Linked DNA regions of Mus musculus: region 2 is linked to region 1. The links are chromatin contacts, called in public Hi-C maps. All regions are on one chromosome and are shown on one strand. The core of a region is the stretch at or near the end of the contact, and the rest is flanking DNA. Distances in the headings are between cores, read along the strand shown.

What was found. Hi-C and Micro-C count contacts between places; a contact is called where the count stands out from the background.
Region 2: a Hi-C map of cortical neurons shows a contact between it and region 1, with 2.1 times the contacts expected there. The contact joins the enhancer-like site here to the promoter of Gsx1 in region 1. A contact is called at or near these places in 4 of 484 Hi-C or Micro-C datasets (cerebellar granule neurons, cortical neurons and nephron progenitors), 2 of 115 datasets of contacts at active chromatin or transcription factors (embryonic forebrain and pancreatic cancer cells) and 3 of 9 other capture datasets (adipose tissue, liver and pancreatic islet).

The regions. Positions count from the first base shown.
Region 1 is chr5:147,185,080-147,191,968 of GRCm38.p6, reverse strand. Gsx1 (GS homeobox 1) reads right to left here and starts at 3,273. Exons shown (of 2, transcript NM_008178.2): 1 at 2,671-3,273; 2 at 1,022-2,191. The coding sequence starts at 3,079. The coding sequence ends at 1,815.
Region 2 is chr5:147,087,140-147,094,028 of GRCm38.p6, reverse strand. All of the region lies in intron 1 of Polr1d (polymerase (RNA) I polypeptide D), which reads right to left. Among named protein-coding and RNA genes, the nearest start is that of Polr1d, 13 kb to the right of the region's middle. Within about 2 kb of position 3,263, at least 28 of the 459 cell types and tissues checked have an H3K27ac peak or open chromatin away from gene starts, as enhancers often do. A contact at or near this core is called in adipose tissue, cerebellar granule neurons and cortical neurons, where this site is marked.

The DNA of each region.
Region 1 (6,889 bases), core at 2,024-4,523:
AACAAATCGGCAGTCGCTATTCTAGGGTCCTGAAAGCCTTGGCTGCCTTTAGTTTGGCACCATGACCTCTCCAGGGAGATCAGAAAACTAGTCCGAGTGAAGCTGAGGCTCGGATGGATGGGAATGGGAGCGGGGCCAAGGGTGCGCAGGGGCAAGTAACCAACCCCCTTCGATCTCCTGCACAAAAACCGGGGAATCAAAAGTGGCTTCTGGGGAGGGGGGGCGCACGCTGTTCTAGAGGAGAACTAGAGAGAGACCTTCGCACTGAGCCTGGTTTCAATGAGAAGACAATACAAGGGACCATCACGAATGCTGAGCAACCCTAGCTACACTTTTCCGCTCAAAAGAATCTTTGCCTAAATACAGCCGGTTCGTTCGTGGTTCCTCAGGGCGTGTTAGAGAACGGGTGGTGGGCTTCTGGAACAAAGAGAAGAGTTCTAGGTATCCAATAAGAAACAGATGGAGAGCACCTGGGTCCGCAGTTCGCCCAGCTTTGAGTCCGCGAACTGTAGTAACACCTGCTATTGGGTGTCTAAGCGCGTACGCGCTCACCGGCTCGGCGGAACTCCACGCATCTCATCTAATACAGATGCATAAAAAGCCCACACAGATCCCCGAGGAAAGCCGGAATCAGCTGGAATCTTGCGCCACCTTTCAGGGACCTTTTGCCTGAAAGCAAAACCGGGGCGCACCCTTCATAAAGGCTAGAGCAGCTCAAACCCTAAGAAGGTTGGATCCCTGGTCTCTACCCTTGGAATTAGCCAGGGAAGCATAGCATCTTTTGTTGGAGATCGGAGGGAGCAGCCAGCCTGCCCGCCCTGCACAGGAATACTGGGAAGGACACGGAGTTGGAGTAGAATCCCGGAGCTTCAAGAGAGCTGCGGGTGTGGGGAGGAGAGTGGCTACCTGTAAGTGGAGGAGCTGAGCTTGGATCTCTGCAGCGCCCAAGCAGAGAGTGCCAGCCCTTGCCTGTGCCTGCCTGGCCTACAGCCTAAGCCTGGGGACCCCAGAGGCAGGGGAATTTCTAAGAAAAAAAAAGTTTATTTAAAATTTTGTACATAAATAAATAAATAAATATCTTCTGGCATTACAGAGACGATACAATGACACAGTCAGTCAGTCCCCAGAGGGAGTCGGGGCCTGGACAATGGGGAGAGGTTGGTTACAGCGGCTTCATTTGAAGGGGGTTTAGAGCGTATTGGAAACAGAGTCATTTTCCCCAATACAATACCATGTGAGACAGTTCTCTCTGCTAGGGGGACTTCTTCGAACAGCAAGACCTGATCCCTGTTTAAGGGACAAACGGACAGAAGGGAGAGACTTCCTGAGGAGGGAAGGAAAAGTTAAGTCCATAGACGTGTTGCATAAAGGACCACAGTGGGGGGAGACGAGTTGGGGGCAAGAAAGAAATGTTAAAAGAAAAGCAAACAGCCACTCGCGGAGTGAAAAGCCCAGATTGACCGAGAAGGAGAGAATAGTGGAACCGAGGAAGCTTGAACCAGCCCAGAGTTGGCAGGCGAAGAGGCGCTGGCGGTCAGCAAGGCGCTGTGCTCCGGCCTGCGTGCCTGGGAGAAGAGGCTGTGTCCTAGGAGGAGGACTCAGCCTTCATCGCTTGGAGTCCTCCTAAACACCCTGAAGCCCAAGGGACAGGGGCACTGTCTTCAAGTGTCTGCTAAGGTCTTAGCTCTGCCTAAAGCTGCGCACCACCGCAAAGCCCAACGAAATCCGTCGGTTGGCCAGCGGGTGCCTGGGGACCAGTGCGGGAAGGGTCGGGGTGGGGGGTGGGGAAACCAATGGTCCTCTAAAAGGCGCACCTACGGAGTGACTGTGAGATCTCTGTCATCCTTCCCGGAGGAAGATGGAGACATGGGCAATTCGTCGTCGTCCTCTGAGCATTTGGCTGAGGAGAGCGAAGAGCACTTGCAGCCTTGCGGTGCGCCCCCGCCGGCCCCCGCCCCAGCTCCGCCGCGGTGGTTACTGCCTTTGCCTTCTTTCTTGTGCTTCACCCGGCGGTTCTGAAACCAGATCTTCACCTGCTTCTCGGACAGGTTCAGATAGGTCGCGATCTCGATGCGCCGCAGGCGGGAGAGGTACATGTTGGAGGCGAACTCTCGCTCCAGCTCCAGGAGCTGTGTGCTGGTGAACGCCGTCCGCATCCTCTTGCTGCTGGGCAGCTGGTTCGAGCTGCTGTCTGGAGGGCGATGGGGGGGGGGGGGAGGGAGGGAAAGAGAGAGAGAGAGAGAGAGAGAGAGAGAGAGAGAGAGAGAGAGAGAGAGATCATCAAACCTCTGAGCCTTGGGCCTAATTTCCCGCTGAACTGAGGCTAGCCTCAACCTTGGAATCAGGCACACATCCCTTCCATCCTTCCATTCATCACTCCACAGGCGGGTGCCTCCTTGCCAAGTCACAGACTCCAATTCTCCTCGGAATCGGTTGTCCCTAACACCCCTTTAAGGAACATCTCAAAGCTGGCCTTAACCCCTTCCCCTTCGCCCCAGGATCTTTCTGGCTTCTCCCCGGTTCCTACGTCCGGTCCCAGTCTAGCACTGTGAGCGCCCCTCGAGTATCCTCACCGTCCCCCATAGCGCGCCGTTTCCCCATCCCTAGCTCACTCACTTCCCCCCACCCCGGGACCACCGCCCCCCAATTTCGCGCGGGGACCCCGCTTACCCACAGAGATGCAGTGAAACTGTCTGGGATCCGGCAGCGGGTAGGAGGTCTGGTAGAGTGCAGCAGCTGCTGCGGCCGCAGCCGGGCCGTGGGCGACTCCAGGGGACACGGAGTGCTGGCGGCCCAGGGGTGCGTGGCAGTACTGCGATCCGAAGGGAGGGAAGGACGCCTTGAGTAGCGGCAGTGCCGGCGGCCCGGGGGGCCCGTGCAGCTGCGAAGCGGTGACACAGAGGGGACACACGCACAGCAAGCCGGCCTTGCGCGCGTGGCAGGCGCCCGGCGAGAGGCCGTGGAGCGCGTGCGGCGGCGGGACCGCGTAGGGGAAGAGCGGTGGCGGGCTGCCCTCCGGAGCCTTCTTGTCGCTGGCTTCCCGCAGCACAAGGGAATCCACCAGGAAGGAGCGCGGCATGGCTCCGGCGCGCGGTCCACCTGCCGCCAGCCCGCCCCTGGAGCCCGAGGGAACTGCAGATCCTGTCGTAGCTTCCCCTGGCCGCGGCCACCCGCAGCTTCCCGGGCCCCGGAGGCTCCACGCGCGGCTCAAGCCCGGGCTGGAATCACCTTGGCTGCTGCTGCGGGCACCTCCCGGAGCGGGCGAGGTGCTGGCCAGCGCTAGTGGTGCTGAAAGACGCCGGCGGCGCCGCTTAAATAGGACTATTGCCATGTGATGGGCTACGCCAGGAGCGGCCGGGGCCTCTCAATAGGGTTTTTGTGCCCTTTCTCTTGGCATTCACTCTGCACGCTTCCTCATTATTTCACTTGTTAACTAAATGAACTGCATAATGTACTCTATTCTTGTCAACCCCACCCACGCCGTAACAGGCGCACTCGCCCCCCTCCTCTTCCCTTTTCGGGTTTATTTTCTCATTCTCCCGCGATTTAATATTCTTTTCTTTCTCTTTATTTCTTACTTTCCTTTGGCTTTGCGCTGGCGATCGGTCCATTTATCTTATTGATTTCCGCACCCGTGCTGCCTCGCTTGCACAGATCCCCGTGGGCGCACACCCATCTCCTCTGCCCACTTGATCCTGGTCCCTTTCTTTCTGTTACTTCTTCCTTGCTCGTTCCCCCCACCCCAGTTCCACCAAGTGTATCGCTTTCGCTTAGTTCTCGAAGCTCAGCTCTGCATCCTATGAAGCATCCTAATGGGCGGCCACCATTCCCACCTGTGGAGTCTCTTCTCTCGCACTATTTGGAGACAGAAAAACAAGGTTTCTGAGTGCGCCTCAGAGGATGAGAGAAAGGCTCCCTAGTCCTCATTGGAGACTAACCTCATCTCTGTCCGTGTTTTCTCAGAAAATCAAAGGCTCCCAATTTTGGTGTTGCCTGTGACTCCTCATCTTTGTTCGGTGGACCCTTGGCCAACCAGCTCTTCCCTTCAACAACAGGGCCGTGTATGTAAAGAAATAGCAACAAAACAAGTACGCGGGTGGGTAGTCTTTGAAAATACGGACAGATACATAGCAAGGGGAGTGAGAGCCGAATTCGTGGGTATGAAGCTTTCCCACCCCACCAAACGTGGTGAGTGTGGATGGTGTAGACTCTCACAGACGTTGCGCGCGCACTCTCCACTCGCACACACTCCACTAGACACGCCGGTGCACTCGAAAGCGTTGCTTCCCACGGCTGGAGAGAAAGGAAGAGCACTCTTCTGTCTTTCCCAGTTTCTGTTGCCCTTTGCTTCCTCCTACCGTCGCCGCACTCTTTTTTTTCTTTCTTTCTGGTAACACAATGGTTAAACAACTTCAAATGCCACGCTCTGTGTACACAGCTTCAGTTTTTTAAAAAAATCATCCCGGGATTCAGAGCTGTCTCTGTCCCTGTGCGTTTAACATACAATGAGAAATTAGCATAAAAGATTTCGAATTTACTACTTTCGATTTTACAAATCGCCACAGTCACCTGCTCTGAACCGTGAACGGAATCGTGAGACCAAGAAAGGGGAGCTTTACGGAGGGGGTGGATGAATCAGTGCAAGGCCGCCCAAACCCGAGGCCTCTGTATGGGTTTGCAGTGTTCATGACATCCGAGCCGCCACAAACAACTGGTTAAAAAAATCAAAGATGATTTGTTATGGGAGAGGGTGTGTGTGAGAGCAACTGCCTCGACAATGGGAGGGTCGCCATAGGGGGAGCTAACCTGCGTGGAGGGCGTGCCATCTCGCCATCTAGCAAGAGTGAGGGCTCAGTGGTCCCCTGGTGCTTGGCATGCGGTGCCCCCAAGCTATGGTCTCGGCCCCAAAGCTCCCGCAAACCAGCCGGTACGCATCAATGCAGCCTAATTCCCGTTCTAATTGCTCTCTGGGAAATTTGGGCTGGGCTGGGTGGCGGGAGAGCTGAGACTAGAGAGGGGCTCCCCGCTGGGCTGAGGCGGGTTAGGGCGGAACGGGTGTGGACGCTGCCCGAGGGTAGAAGGGGGAGGCTGCTGCGCTCCAAAGCTGGCAAGTCAGCCGAGGTGCCAATGCAAGGGCTCTCCTGGGAGCTGCCGAACGCCCCAAGCGAGGAAAGGGTTAAGAGCCCTTGAATACAAGCAAGGCCAAAGCTACTGGGAAAGAATATGGGGGGGGGGGGGGGAGAATAACCAGTTTCCCCCTCTCCCTCCAGCCCCTAGACCTTATTGAATGTCATTGAAGAAAGTTTTGAATGCCAGATAAAGAGAGGCGAATTAAAGTGTGTGACAGCGGAGGATAAGCAAACACAAAGAGAACTCTGTCACACTTTGGGACAAAATCCGTGGGCTTTTTACCAAGTCTCTTCGCTATGATTGAATTAAGTAATAGGAAAACATTTTCTTTCAGTTTAGAACCATTAGACAAAACCTTCAAAGCGAATAACACTTTTTAATGTGCGGCCCCACAGTGGACCGGGGTTTGTGCCGAAATGGTGAAACGGTTGGTTGTGTAACTCGGAACGGGGGAGTCCCGGGCAGGGACTGACCTGTCCCAGGGTGTTTTCACCCGGCCTGAAGAGAAGGCGCTGGCAACCTGGCTATGTCCAAACTCTGCGATGGGTAATGGACTCCCTGCTCGGTGTTCCTAGGTCACCGCTGCACCAGGCAATCACTTGATAAAAAGTTCTGCTTCGTGGAGCAGTACGGGCAGCTAGGTCCGCTCCCCGGGCGCACGGTGGCCCTGTCGCCCTGCCTTCTGCCTCTGCGTTCCCCAGTTCCTCTTGTGGTCTTCCCCGCAGCGGAGCTGCTTTTCTACTTAAAGCTCCAGGCCGAGCTCCCTTCGGCTGAACTGTTCTCCGCGGAACAAACGCCCCCTAGGGAGGGGCAGGGTGGGAGCAGGCAGCCGGATTAGCCTGACAGCCCTGCGACAGCCCCCCCCCCCCCATCGTCGCCCCCCCCCCCCCAGCCCCTGGGCCTCAGCGCCCGCTTCCCCGCCCCCAGCCGGTTTTCAAGTGTCCATCAGGTACGGCTCAAACTGGAACCGTTTCTGCGATCCCGGCCTTTTCTTCCCCGTGCACACCGCGGCCTCCCTTGTGAGATATTTGCAGGAAGGAAAAAAAAAAGCATAAATGTGGATTTTCCCCATCTCCATCCCTCAAAGATCATTTGCCTTCTCATAGAAGCCATATTTAAAACACCATCCGTCTCCCTGCCCTCTCTACCTCAGAAGCTTCTGCCTCAGAAGCAACTTCTAAGTTGGTTGTGCCTTTTGCTCTTTCACTTTTCTGGCTCCCTCACCATCCTGAAATCCGTGTTCTGGAAGAATGAGGGTCTGCTGTATCTGTTGCAAAAACTCCCTAACTCATAATAGGCTTATTTGTTGGGGGAATAAATCAAGGTGAAAGAACTCACCCGGAAGCAGGACTTTCCTTGGATTTTCTGCCGTGTCCGCCTAGCCTAATTCTACCTGGATCCTGAGGAGCCTGACTGGACTGGCAGACGTGTGTGGTGAGACCCAGGAGGTCAAGGGTCTTGGAATCTGCGGGTCCTCCCTCATTCCCGGGATCTGGGCCTTCATAAGACCTCAATGTGTTTGTTAACTGACTATCAGACAAACCTAAGAATGCCCCATCCACCCCCAGCCTCCGAGGCAGGTTCTAGAGACAAAATGGCTTCCATTCGAGGTAGTTCTTACGGAGAAAGACTTCATGTCTGAGATGTTTCCTGTTTATAGAAAAGAGGAGGTTGAGCTGGAAGGGGAAGAGATACATACAGTCCACGCCTAGGAAATAGCAGCACAGTTCTGCCTTTTTTTTTTATTTTATTTTATTTT
Region 2 (6,889 bases), core at 2,014-4,513, 98 kb after region 1:
GTGATACACTCACACATCCATCTGCTGGCAAACACTCGTAACACAATAAAGAAACAAACAAACTGATCTTTAAACACAAGTCTAGCAGTACACCATGAGAAGAGGAAGCTGGCACACTACAGAGGTCTAGAGCGATCTAGAATATCTAGAAGAAGATCTAGAAGAGGAAGCTGGCACTACAGAGGTTTAGAGCGGTCTAGAGCGATGGTGAAGAGCCTCAGGAACTGAGCACGGGGGCTGCACCAGAGCCAGGGCTCATGGATTGCCAGGCCACCGGGCACTTCCATCTTCCACACTCTAGGTGTCAAACACTGCTTTGAGGGATATGTTAATCTCCTCTACAAAGGCAGCAGAGATTAACAAAGCAGAACACATATACAAATGTTTTCCACACCAAGAATTAAGCCCAAACTTCTACTCTGCCAATAATTTACTAAAACAAGTCAGCAAATTCTTGACTCCTTAAGCTCTGCTGTGTCAAGTTTCAGTTGTTATTCCAGGTATTAACTCATATAGAATGGACTTAAGTAGAGCAAGGCAACTCCAAATCCCCTTTCACAACTAAGAAAACGTCCTACTTAACACATACCAGGGTTTGGAGAGAGAACTCCTTTTCCGTAACATAGTAGGTTAATAGAATCCAGAAGCTGGAAACATACACATAAACAGACACACACGACCTAACTTGGAGCCGAGTGGCCCTCCAAAGATGAGAACTTCACAGAACTGAAGTAGCCCACTGCACAAGTGGTCAGGACTGAAAAGTAAAGGGATATAAACATTTACCTTCAAGCTGAGGGTTGCTGTGAGGCTCTGATGCAATGCAAATATGTTATCTACACTTAGTTCAATGGCAAAGCTAGTATGGTGGCTCACACCTATAGACCCAAGGCTGAGCCTGAAGGATAGCTGCAAGTCTGAGGCCAGCCTGGTTGATGCAGTGAGCTCCAGGCCAGTCAGGTCTACACAGTGAGAGCCTTTCTTTAAATAAAAACATAAACAACAGACAGGATTCAGAGATAAATAAAAGAAAGGAACCGGCTCAAGTGGAGAAGCTCAAGGCAGAAGAGTCCAGTAGAGATTACACCAGCTTTCATGGCTCTATCCCATCACACAGCAGCTGCTAACCAGAAGAAACCACCAGGGCAAGGCACTCAGTGTTGGGACATCAGAAGCCAGCAGTACGACAACCAAGACCCAGCACACACTAAAGTAGTACTCTATAATACATAGATGGCGATTTAAAAGGTTAAACTATTTCAACACAATCTTCTAGCCCTTCATTAAAGCCACACTTTAAATAGCTGTGCATCCTAGAACATCTCCTCTATACTCAAACACGAACCGTCCTTCAGGCAGAGCAGCAGCTGCAGTTGAATGGGATGGAGCCATGCTAGCAAGGAGTCCAGGATGGGATTAAAACCAGAACAGGTGCACAGCGGAGACCACGGGGGGAACTTCTTCTTCTTCTTCTTCTTCTTTTTTTTTTTTTTTGTGATTTTCCATATGATTTTTTTTCCTCTTTTTTTATTAGGTATTTTCCTCGTTTACATTTCCAATGCTATCCCAAAAGTCCCCCATACCCACCCCCCCAATCCCCTCATGGGGGCACTTGTAAGTGAAAGAGCACACTGGCTGTTCCAACAGTGGAGTGTGGCCCCCCAAGTCGCACACTTTTGTGCACACTCCTTTTCATGGCAGTGCTTGGAACTGCTCATCCTGTTATACACCACCTGGAACACAACTCACAGAAACAGGCCATCGATCAACTTTCTGTGTTCGTCCCTACATACACTGTGTTTCAAGAAGGCCCCAAATCTAAGTATTTATAGTTTTCTGTTTAATATAATTTATAGTGAGAAAGCCCCAGATGAAGCAAACTGCTCAGATAAAGACCCATTAAATACACTGTCACACGTTTTCATAACTGCAAGGTGAAAGGTACATGCCACCATCAGAGCTGAGTTAGCGTGACTGCCATACAAGGCCAAGGAGATTATGGTTTAGAGAGGTTAACTTGTCCAAGATTAAATAAGTTCCTGACTGGGGTGATATTTAATCCCAAATTTGTATCACTCACCCCACCAAGCAAGAATGGCTGCCAAGCACGCTAGGGAGAAGCCTCAAAAGCACCTCACTGTGACAGCGCAGCGCACTGTCATCACCGCTAAGGACATCAACACTGACTCAGTGTTGTTTCACACCCACTAAGGACACCCTGAAAAACACAAGCTGCACAGCAAACTTTCCATCTGAAAAACGCACACTGAGAAGAACTAGCCAATTACTGGCCTTAACGCGCTCTCGATGCTCTGAGACGAGGAACCACACAGTTTCTATTAGTCTTGAACTGGGAATATACTGAGATTACCTAAGAGGAGATGGTATCTATAACACTGACTAGACAATGAGTCCCAGTTGGGCTGCTAGATAGCTTCAACATAACTATGAAATCTGCTAAATGGAGACATTCCTACCAGGCTTTTAGAGCTTCTATGGGGGGTTAAATGTAATTATACATATAGTAATGCAACATTAAGGCCCTGAGTATATAAAAGGTGCTGTTTTGAGATTTTAAATAACTACTTTGTAGGTATAATTTCAATGGAGTATTGATGGCTGTACATGTGTTAAGAAAAGCACACACATATTTCTGATACCCACCACATACACAGTGATTATAGCATGTCACTTCATGGACTCCCAGAAGAACCCTTGATCTGGCTGTCCCCCCCCCCCCCCCTTAGTGGTGAACAGCTAATGCTTTGGGGCAGTGCTGCTGATATGCCTAGGTTAACAGTAAGGGGCAAAGCTCTGACCTTGTGTCTGTACAACTTTCTTATTTTTACTCATTCATGAAGATAATCCCAGCATTTTTGAGGCTGTTCAAGAGGTGTTTTGGAGAAATATAAGTGAAAAAGTTAAAATGAATTCATTTAAAGATGGTGCCCATAAAGCTTAATAAGATTGAAAATGTGCATTTTCACAAACTGAGTGTTACTATTAAAGCCATACAAGGGTTCTGAGGCAGCCTCTAAGCCACCGGCCTCTGCATGGCTAAGACTCGCTAGCTGTCTGACTTCAGTCAGCTCCCTTAACTTGTACAGACCTCGGTTTCCTTTCTTAGAGGTGGGAAGCCATCAACTCTGAAAGGAGGGTTAAACTGGTTTCCCTACTTGAGTCGGTTTCCCTCTGCAGTCAGAGCTACGTGGTGGGAGGCCATCTGCTTTTCGCTAGAAATAAGCCGAGTTGGCTTTCTCAAGTCTTGGCTTGCTGGGAAGCACACAGCTCAGAGAAGGCTGGCCCACTGGGACAGGCCAACAGGAAGGGAACCTTCTGCTTTGCCTGCCTCAAGTCTGGGCAGCAGACAGGGACACACCCTTAGGCTGACAATTCTAAAGACAAGACATTTTCAATCAAGGTTTCTAATCATCAGCTTCTAAAGCCCCCCACCCCCCACCCCATTTCACTATCCATTTACGGACAAAGTATAATCTTCACATGGAGACAGAAATAAAATTGTGGCATCAAGCCTGAGAGCTTAGATCACAGGATCTGACACAGAACGTAAATCCAACTCATTTACTCTGACAAAGAAGATGATGGCCCTGCTCCATGCCTCATCTTTGGAATGCAGTGCTAATTGAAACTTATGTCTCCAATTTCATAGATTAATCACTTTTGAAGAAAAATCCTGCTAAGTGTTCTTAGCACCAAGATTTATGCTTAAGTACGCGGAACAGTGTAAGCGAGCAGCCCAGGATCTGAGACCACTTTAAATCTCCTCAATGATGGTGACCCTTGAACTCTGCGTTCCAATTACAACTTATTCTGGGATCCCAGTTGGTTAGAAACTAACACTTATGCAATGCTGCTCCCAGAAGACACAGGTTATTAAATGAAAACGGCAGTGCAAGGCATGGGATACCTCCCTACGAGTTATTGGTGAGGCAGGCCCCAAAGGTCTCTAAAACAACACAGGCTATTACCATTGTCCTTGGCTGCCCTCCATAATAACTACATGCTAAGACCCTATTTGGCTACAGGACTAGGAAAAACAGTCTCAACCAAGCAAGAAATTTCCTTCCTGCTGGCTAGCATTCCATGTCAGAAGGTGCTATCTATGCAGGCTGTTGGGGGAGAAAAGACATCAGTAGCTTTACCCAGCACTAGATACTGCCTGCCATAATGCCAACCTGCCTAGGCAAGATGGACCTGTTAGTGCAATCGTGTAGTACTGTTAGAGGGTCATTCTCATTTTCTGATTGGACTTGAGGGCCATTCCACAGCAAGAATTTCATGTCTGGTACTTTAATCTTGGTTAAACACCCATAACTGGAGAGATCATAGGCACAAGGGTAGAACTTGCTATTTTTAGTTCACTGAATTGTAACATTGTCAAATTGCTTTCTAGATATTTATGTTTATAGCAACATATCTGGGATGCTCTCAACCTATCAGAAAAGTTTCTTTTTTGCAGCAGGCAGCAGTCCATGCAGAGACACATTAACTGATCAAAACGCTGAGACTGAGCGTTCAGCCCCAACTGGGATATCTCTGTCATGAGCACCCCTGGCTCCGGAGAGCTCAGGGAATATCTTGAAAGGAGACAGAGAGATGTCAGAGCTGGAGGACAGGGAGGCGTGCCGTGAGACGCTGCTTCTGGACACCACACGGCTATTCACTCATGGACTCGCAGTGGCTGTGGTTATCCACGCAGAATCAAGCCAGTCAGGATGACGGCACAGCTGAGAGCAGGCACTCTCCAGGCCTCGCTGTTAATGTGGAGCCACTGGCACTTGCCAGCTACTGGGGAAGGATCTCTCATGTTCCAGTGGACGGCCCCCACAGTCATGCATGGTCAGTACAGATAGACTGGAGAGACTTAGTGGGTTATCAAAAAATATATCACATGGAGTTGGGAGCAGAGCGTGTTAGGGTAATATGGAGGGGTGGAGGGCACATATTTCATTATATTCATGAATGACAGTCTCAAGAATAAAGAAAACTTATAATTAAGGCAGAAATGAACATCTATTCACTAAATGTCCATGAGGATGCAAGGGAGGGATTTTTCGAGACAGGATTTCTCTGTGTAGCCCTTGCTGTCCTGGAACTCACACTGTAGACCAGGCTGGCCTTGAACTCAGAAATCTGCCTGCCTCTGCCTCCCAAGTGCTGGGTTAAAGGCGTGCACCACCACTGCCCAGCCCTATTCGTCTTATTGTAAGCAAACGTGTCCAGTTGGTAAGACAAATGCCCATCACAAATACCCCAGAGGATTCTTGGTTTTATTTTTCATAAGGCTCAAGACTATATCTAATGGATGGAATTTCTGAAACTGTATTATAATGCAAGGGCAAACTAACATTTGAGTAGTCCTACAAAGTTTGTCATCTTGTTTTATTTTATTGTAATATTACTGTCTGTGAGACTCCAACTCTGAGACCAGATTGTGTGTGTTCAAAGCAGAAGACGCAACTCACAAGTCCAAGTGTGCCCTCATCTCAGCTCTCGCTAACGTGAGCTACTCATTTACCCATCCTCCTGTGCTCAGGCTGGATTCACCTACCTGGCTCTGCCCATCAGATCTGCCCGAATCCTATTACACGGCTACTTCCCTGACACTCTTTGTCTAACCATGGCCACCCTTTACCTCAGTGAACTCCTGGAAAGGCCAGTCTCTTATTGTCCATACGACAGACTATGGAGCTATAGACATGTGGCTACAAACTGACCCAATAGTTATTCCAACCTTTGAAATCCAAGTTCAGCTCTTTGAGATATTTAATAAGGAAAAAAAAAAAAAAAAGAGTTCCTCTTACCAAGCATTCACTGTAGGCCAGGCAGTGTTTTAAGGCACTAACAGACACATCAGTGAACATTCAGATAAAAATCTCTACACTGAGTTTTATGCTACAGTGAACTGGATTGTGTGCAAGTGTGTGTGTGTGTGTGTGTGGGGGGCTTGGATAAAAGGAAGCAGCCAATAAATATGTAAATTATCTGTATATAGTTATCTAACTATCTGTATACATATATACACACACATGTATTTAAGTTTGAAGGCAGTAAGTACTATAGGGGCAGAGGGACTTGCAGGGAGGAGCTTGGGGAAACAGCTTGCAATTAAGAGTTAGAAGAAATGGGGCCGGGCATGGTGGCGCACGCCTTTAGTCCCAGCACTTGTGAGGCAGAGGCAGGCAGATTTCTGAGTTCAAGGCCAGCCTGGTCTACAAAGTGAGTTCCAGGACAGCCAGGGCTATACAGAGAAATCCAGTCTCAAAAAAAAAAAGTTATTAGAAATGATACCTAGCATTCTGAGTGCCTCCTGTACACCGCGATGAGTCATCAACAAACATACTCTTGTCTTCCTGATGAGTATGCGACATCATGTCGTTAGGAACTATCAGTCTTTTAGGTTGTTTCCTCCCCATGGAGAGCTGGCAATCATCACACACACTGTCATCCATTCACTGCACACCAGGCACTCTTCGCCTCCACAGTTTATAGTTAAAGAGACGATAAACAAGTCCATCCCAACTCACTGCATGATGAGATCTGTGAAGGAACAAACTAAGGAAAGGCCATCAAAGTAAGGTTTTCTTGAGGATGTAAGATGCTGTTTGAGAGGTCACTGCAGTAGGCAGCCTCTAAAGTGGCCCTGTGGTTTCAGTTGCCAACGTTTAGAGTAATCCTGGAGTAACCACTTCTGCACTGCGGCCTAGACATACTGATTCACATTTACCAGTGGGATGGGTGAGGTGTCACTTCTGAGATTTGGGAATACACAGGACAGCCTTAGTGTAGCAGTGCCCCCTTTTGACTGTAGTTGTACTGGGAGAAACAAGCAGCCAAGGTTACCAGGCAGTCCCTGATGTCAGCCCCG